Linked DNA regions of Oryctolagus cuniculus: region 2 is linked to region 1. Evidence: chromatin contacts called from public Hi-C data. All regions are on one chromosome and are shown on one strand. Each heading gives the region's core, a stretch centred on a gene start, on an enhancer-like site or on the middle of the called end of the contact. The rest is flanking DNA. Distances are from core to core; before and after follow the strand shown.

Region 1 (2,930 bases), core at 223-2,722:
GGTGATATTTATAAACGACATTCTGCCACACTGCTGAATTAGGATGGACAGCAGTTTAGGTATAATTCAATGTATTTTCGACCTACTGTGTTTTCAGTTTATGATGGGCTTGTCAGGAGATAACCCCCATCATAAATCAAGGAACATCTGAATATCAAATTCATCAGCCATTTGCAATGGATGGAGATGTTTTTGCTATCATAAACATACTGAAATCTTATTTGAGACAGCTTGCTTCTTAATGTATATCCTTTATTTCTCCAATTGAAGAGGGCATAATGGAAATCAGCATGCATGTTAGTTAAATATTTTGTAGGGAAAATTTTTTATTCATCTCTGTATGTTTCCAGATCCACCTATAAAAAATAATCCAGGTGCAACAATTGTGGATTGTGGAATAACTGAAAAATATTGTCATCCCAAACGTGGCCTGCAATTTGAATTAGATTTTGCACTTCTATCAAGTTTGAGTTGGCAGGAGCTGGGAAGGAGGGAGAATGAAAAGGAAAGAGGAGGTGTGTCAAAGTGGTTCTGAATGAGCATTTGAACTTAATGAAATACACTGGACTTCAATCAAAGCCTTGCTCCCTTCTTAGATATTAGAAATTAGGTCAGTTGACTGAGATTTTGAACATGGCTTTTGCTGGCCATTGCTGCATTGAAATCTTAGGTAACCAAAGAAGATGTGGACTTATGGAAAGGCACTGGGTGATATTGTTAGGCTGAGTATCCTCAAGTTCAGTTCCATTTCAAGTCTGCAGTGCATCCAGGTAGATCAGCTTCCTCTCTTCACTTCCATGATCTCAATAAGGAAGGGGTGAGTATTCTAAGATATCAAGATCCTAGATTCTCACCCTTAAAATAAGAATTGTTTCAGAAAGAGTGCTTACTAATCAAGGGCGGTTGGGGGTGACAAGAAATGTAATCACCAGTCCAGGAGACATATGACGTTAGGATTGTTGATGCTGCTATGTAACAGAGGCCTCTGCCCACAGAAATCCTGACAGTGTTCACTTAAGAAGGAGTCCAGGTCCTCAGCAAGTATCTTGAACAGCAGAACCCACCCTGGCCACAAACCACCTGGGAAACATAAAAGAATAACTGCCTAGAGGCCATCCTCTATTTCCATTGGCATGGAATAGGGGCCTGACATTGATGTTTTGGTGTTTTGTTGTTTTAAAAATTTCCTAGCACTTCTAACATGTACCAGAGTTCAAAATCATTATATAGTTCATTGCCATGACATATAAATGAGAAATATGAGGCTCAAAGATTTCTAGTGACATCTAGACTGCATCCTACCAGGGGCTAGATTTGTTCCTCAGTCGAGCTGTCTTCTTGTCCAACACTTTTGTGACATTTCACAGAAGTCTTATTTTAGACCTCATGACAAAGCCTCCCCTTCCCCCTTCACCCCACAGGAACATTGCATGGGGAACTGAAACGCCACAAGACTGAGAAGGAGGGAAGGAACTGAAAGGTGAAACTCACTTAAAATAGGCATGAAACTGACAAGAGTCAGCTCAAAGGCCCAAAGAGGAGAAATGAAGCAAAGGAAAACAAAACACCTCACTAAGAAAAGCCAGTTAGACCCGGAAGGTTCTCTTGGTTTCGATAATTTAAGGTCTCCTTGAGGGATTATGCTTTACATGTCAAATGTGTCCTTGCAGTGAAGCCTCATGGCCTGGGCATTGTTAGCGCCCCTCCTGAAATAGAACAGGCCAGTGGTCACTACTCCCTGTGGTCCAGGGGAGAGGCTGCCACCCTTTCATGCCCTGTGAACAGCACTGCTGTGGCTTACCCCAACAATGAGCTCATTGTGACAACTGAAATAAATGTGCCCCCTTTCCATATCACAAAAGGATCTAACTCACCAATTAGGAACTAATGGAAGAAAGGTGTTGTTCTCTAATTTGGGAAGACCTAGGTTTAGATTTTCTGATGGGGAAAGTTGTAACTTCGAGAAATCCATTATGGAGGGTATTTGAATTGAGACCATGAGCCAGCTTCACACAAGTCTAGCATCTGTGGCTGTCTCTACACACTTCCCAGGAACCAAGAGGATGCCTGTTATTCTATGGGCAAAGAAAGAAACATCTTAATATAAGACTGTATTTTCTTATGTGGAACACACAAATGGGGATCCAGGTCCACAGTTTCACGCATGACCATTGTAACAATCACGCAAGACAGGAGAGAGGTGATCAGAAAGGCTACAATGTCAGGGATAAGCAATTTATTTAAGATTTATTTTAAAAGCACTAGAGTCTTAAATTTATTTTGATTGTATTATATATTTTTTTAAAGACAGAGTGAAACAGAGAGGAAGACACACACACACACACACAGAGAGAGAGAGAGAGAGAGAGAGAGAGAGAGAGAGAAAGAGAACCTTCCATCCATTGATTCAATCTCTCAATGCCTAAAAAAGCCAGGAGCCAGAAACTCCATCCAGGTCTCCCATATGACTGGCAAAAACTCAAGCACTTGAGCCATCATCCACTGCTTCCCAGGTGCATTAGCAGATAACTGCAAGCAGAGATGGGGCTCAACCCCAGGCACTCTGATATGGGTTGCAGGTCCAAAGTGATGGCTTAACCTGCTGCACCACAATGCCAGCCTCTGCCCTGTGACTGTGGACTCTCACAATCTCGGTCCTGAGATCTATTTTCACATACTGTGCTTATTTAACCCAAGAAAAGTGTCAGGAAATAAAGGGAAGGATCTGAAAACTAATTTATCTGATCAGCTAGAGCCCATGAGTATTCTCAGTATTTTGGCTTTGTGGTATCCTGACATCATCCTCTGCCTTAGTGGTCTTTGCACCCACCCCCTTCCCTGGCTCAGAGATCAAATTATACAGGACTCTAAGTGGATGAGAGATGGGAAAGGAAGGCAACTGAAATTTTCCAGCTCTGTCTCTTGAAAAT
Region 2 (2,930 bases), core at 283-2,782, 73 kb after region 1:
GACACACATAAAGAACAAAATGCAGCATCCGGAGGCAGTAAGAGCTCCCTTGCCGCACTCTCAGTTCCTCCAGCCTCATCTCCTACTTGCAACGGCACAACTTTCCGATCTCCAATGAAAATATTTCCAGTTGGATCCGATTTCAGAATCGTAGTAAGCGGTGTGGGTGGGGGGAGGATGGGAACTGGTAGTGTGCAGGGGAGGGGGCTGGCAGACGGCATTTCAGCAGTAACTTATTTTTTTAGAACCAGCATGCTCTACCGATCAGAATTTGCAATTACCCAACAATGCTTCCATCACAAACAGACACCCAAACCAGCATCACCGTCATCACCATCTTGCTGAAGATCTGCGCGGTCCAGTTTCCCTGACTTTGTCTCGGTGGAACTTCTCAGACAGTATTTTGGTCGAAGAGATAATGGTTTGAAAGACAAAAACAATAAATCGATACTGAAGGGCTCCCTTTCCGGAGCGATTTCCCCCTGGAAACCACCGAAGGGGGAAGCCTGCCGTTTAATTCCCAAGCCCAGGGCACACAATGCGTGCTTTCAAAAGGGCATTCGTCTGCTTTTAAGGGAATTCCTGTCTTTTCAGAGTCCCCAAACCAGAGAGCACAACAGACTCAAATCCATTGATTAAGGTTTCCGAGAAAAAAGACTAACACACAGCCACGACACAAGCACAAACCAACCTTCGCCGGCTGGACCACTTCTCGCCTGATCTTCTTTCTATTAACGACACGTTAGATTCTGATACATGCCACCCCCCCCCCAAAAAAAATCCAACTAGGCTACAATGTAGCTCTCTAGCTCCACTTAACCTGCAAGTTACAAAGAGAGCAAAAAAAAAAAAAAAAAAAAAAAAAAAAAAATCCTGCCGCCTTCCCACCCCTTTTCCTATGTTCCTACCCCCTCCCCCTCCCGGGTCCGCTCTACCAACGCCAGCCCAAGCAGCCGGCTGCAGGACCGAGGGAGGGTGCAAAGGCGGGGTGGGGGTGGGGGATCAGATTAGGCGAAACTCAATGAGCTCCTAGCCCGACTCTTCCACCATCGCCGCCACCAACGGGCCACTCGGATGGAGCCAGCATCGCTGCCCACCCGCGGGCCGGCCGGAATCGCGCCCCTCCCCGGCAGACTCGCCGGGACCGGCATCCCGCCCCCTCGGCCCCGGCTGCCCCTTCCTGCTCGGTGCAAAGTCAAAGCCCCGGCGAGACCAGGCGAGGCAACGTGAACTTTTGCATGCAGGGCGCGCGCACACACACACACACACACACTCACACACATTCACACACTCACACACACCACCCCGGGCCCGGGCGTGCGGGGGCCCGCGGCGCGGCGGGAGGCTGCGCGCCGGGGCTCCCGGGGCAAGGTCGCCGCGCGTGCTCACCCATGTCCCGGCGGCTCCGGCTCCGCTGGCCCTGGCGCTCGCTCAGATCCCGGCTCCGGTCGCTCGCCGGAGCCCCCAAAGGTGCTGCTGCGGCAACTCCATGGCGATGAGCATCTGTCAAACGGCGAGCCGCGGGGCGGGCCGCCCTCGCTCGGGGGGCTGCGGGGCCCCCGGGCGCGCGGAGGCGGCGGCGAGCGGCGGGCGCCCCGGCCGGCCCCGCGCTTCCCGCCCGGCGCGGCCGCCTCCGCCGCGCCACCGATTTATGGAGAGAGATATCAAGGGGGAAAATGGCGTCTCCGGAGCCCGAGGAGTCCTGGAGTAATCACATTCACACACACACACGCCCGTACGCACACACTCGCTCACACTCGCACACGGGCGCGCGGCGGGCCCGGCTAATTTTAGCAGGAGCCAAAAAAAATTGTATATATATATATAAATATATAAATATATCCCCGTCTCTCCGATCAACGCTATTTCCACCACCTCCCCCCCCCCCCCCTTGTCTTCAAAGGATGGATTGGAGCTTTAAAAATGTTGCTGGGTTTGGGCTCGCAGGAGGCGGCGCGCGGAGGGCGAGGGCGCTTTTGCTGAGCTGTGCAGTTCGGTCCGCGGCGCCCGGCGGCCCTGCCCGCTCTCCGCCCGTCCGCCCGCGGTCGCTAGTGCTGCCGCCGCCGCCGCCGCCGCCGCTCCATGGCCGCGCCCGCCCCGCGCCCCCTTGCCGCCCGCCCGCCCGCGTCCCCGGCGAGAGCTGGAGTGGGGTCGGGCCCGTGTGCCTGCCTCCCGCGCCCTCTCCCGAGTCCCAGAGTCTTGGTGAAAGGAAGGGGGAGGGCGCGGGCGGGGAAGGGGGGGAGGATCGGAGCGGCCGCGCGGCAGAGGCGAGCGGGGACCGCCACCCCGCCGGCCGCCTCGGAGGGGGCGCCGGCGCCCACGCGGCTGGCCCCGCGGGCCCGGGGCCGCTTCTCGGGCGGGAGCCGGTGGAGAGCGAAGAGCGGCCGCTCCCCTCACCTCCCCACCCCCGGGGAATCTCGGTCAATTGGAGGGAGCGGGGTCTAGCCGTGAAGGAGGAGGGAAACAGTTGGTGGCGGCCGATCGGGAGCCCCTCGCCGCACCCCGCGCCCCTAGCGCTCCCCAGCGCCCTCGCGGCCCAGTGGCTTCTGCGCGTCGGAGTCAGCGGCGGAGACTGAGCGGCCGTGGGGAGCGCCTCCGGCTGGGCGCGGGCTGCCGGGCTCAACACCGCCACTGTCTGACACAACAGGGGCAGTGTCGCGGGAGCCGCGCGTCCAGGCGCCGACGTGGTAGGCTCTCTCAACTGGGCGCAGCGTGGTTGCTTTCTTTCTTTTAAGCGGGTCATGAGGCTTCCTTTCCAGGGTTGGTTTTACTTTATTTGTGTATTGTGTTTTAGTAAGCTACTTGTAGGCATCGGGTCCTCGTGTCATTTTTTCTCGTTATCCACCACAGTTAGACTCTTGCAGGAAAGGGCACGGATGGCAACCTCGCAGCTCCCTCCCTGATCCGGGTGGTGGGGATGTCTTTGGTGC

Evidence for each region. Hi-C and Micro-C count contacts between places; a contact is called where the count stands out from the background.
Region 2: a Hi-C map of an unstated tissue shows a contact between it and region 1, with 4 times the contacts expected there. The contact joins the promoter of SETBP1 here to the enhancer-like site in region 1. A contact is called at or near these places in 3 of 6 Hi-C or Micro-C datasets (ear pinna, psoas muscle and an unstated tissue).

What each region holds. Positions count from the first base shown.
Region 1 is chr10:32,651,774-32,654,703 of mOryCun1.1, forward strand. All of the region lies in intron 2 of SETBP1 (SET binding protein 1), which reads right to left. Among named protein-coding and RNA genes, the nearest start is that of SETBP1, 73 kb to the right of the region's middle. Within about 2 kb of position 1,473, at least 1 of the 8 cell types and tissues checked has an H3K27ac peak or open chromatin away from gene starts, as enhancers often do.
Region 2 is chr10:32,724,757-32,727,686 of mOryCun1.1, forward strand. SETBP1 (SET binding protein 1) reads right to left here and starts at 1,533. Exons shown (of 6, transcript XM_008261251.4): 1 at 1,390-1,533. It overlaps LOC108177140, which reads left to right and starts at 1,677. Exons shown (of 2, transcript XM_070050269.1): 1 at 1,677-2,687. The coding sequence starts at 1,677. The coding sequence ends at 2,576.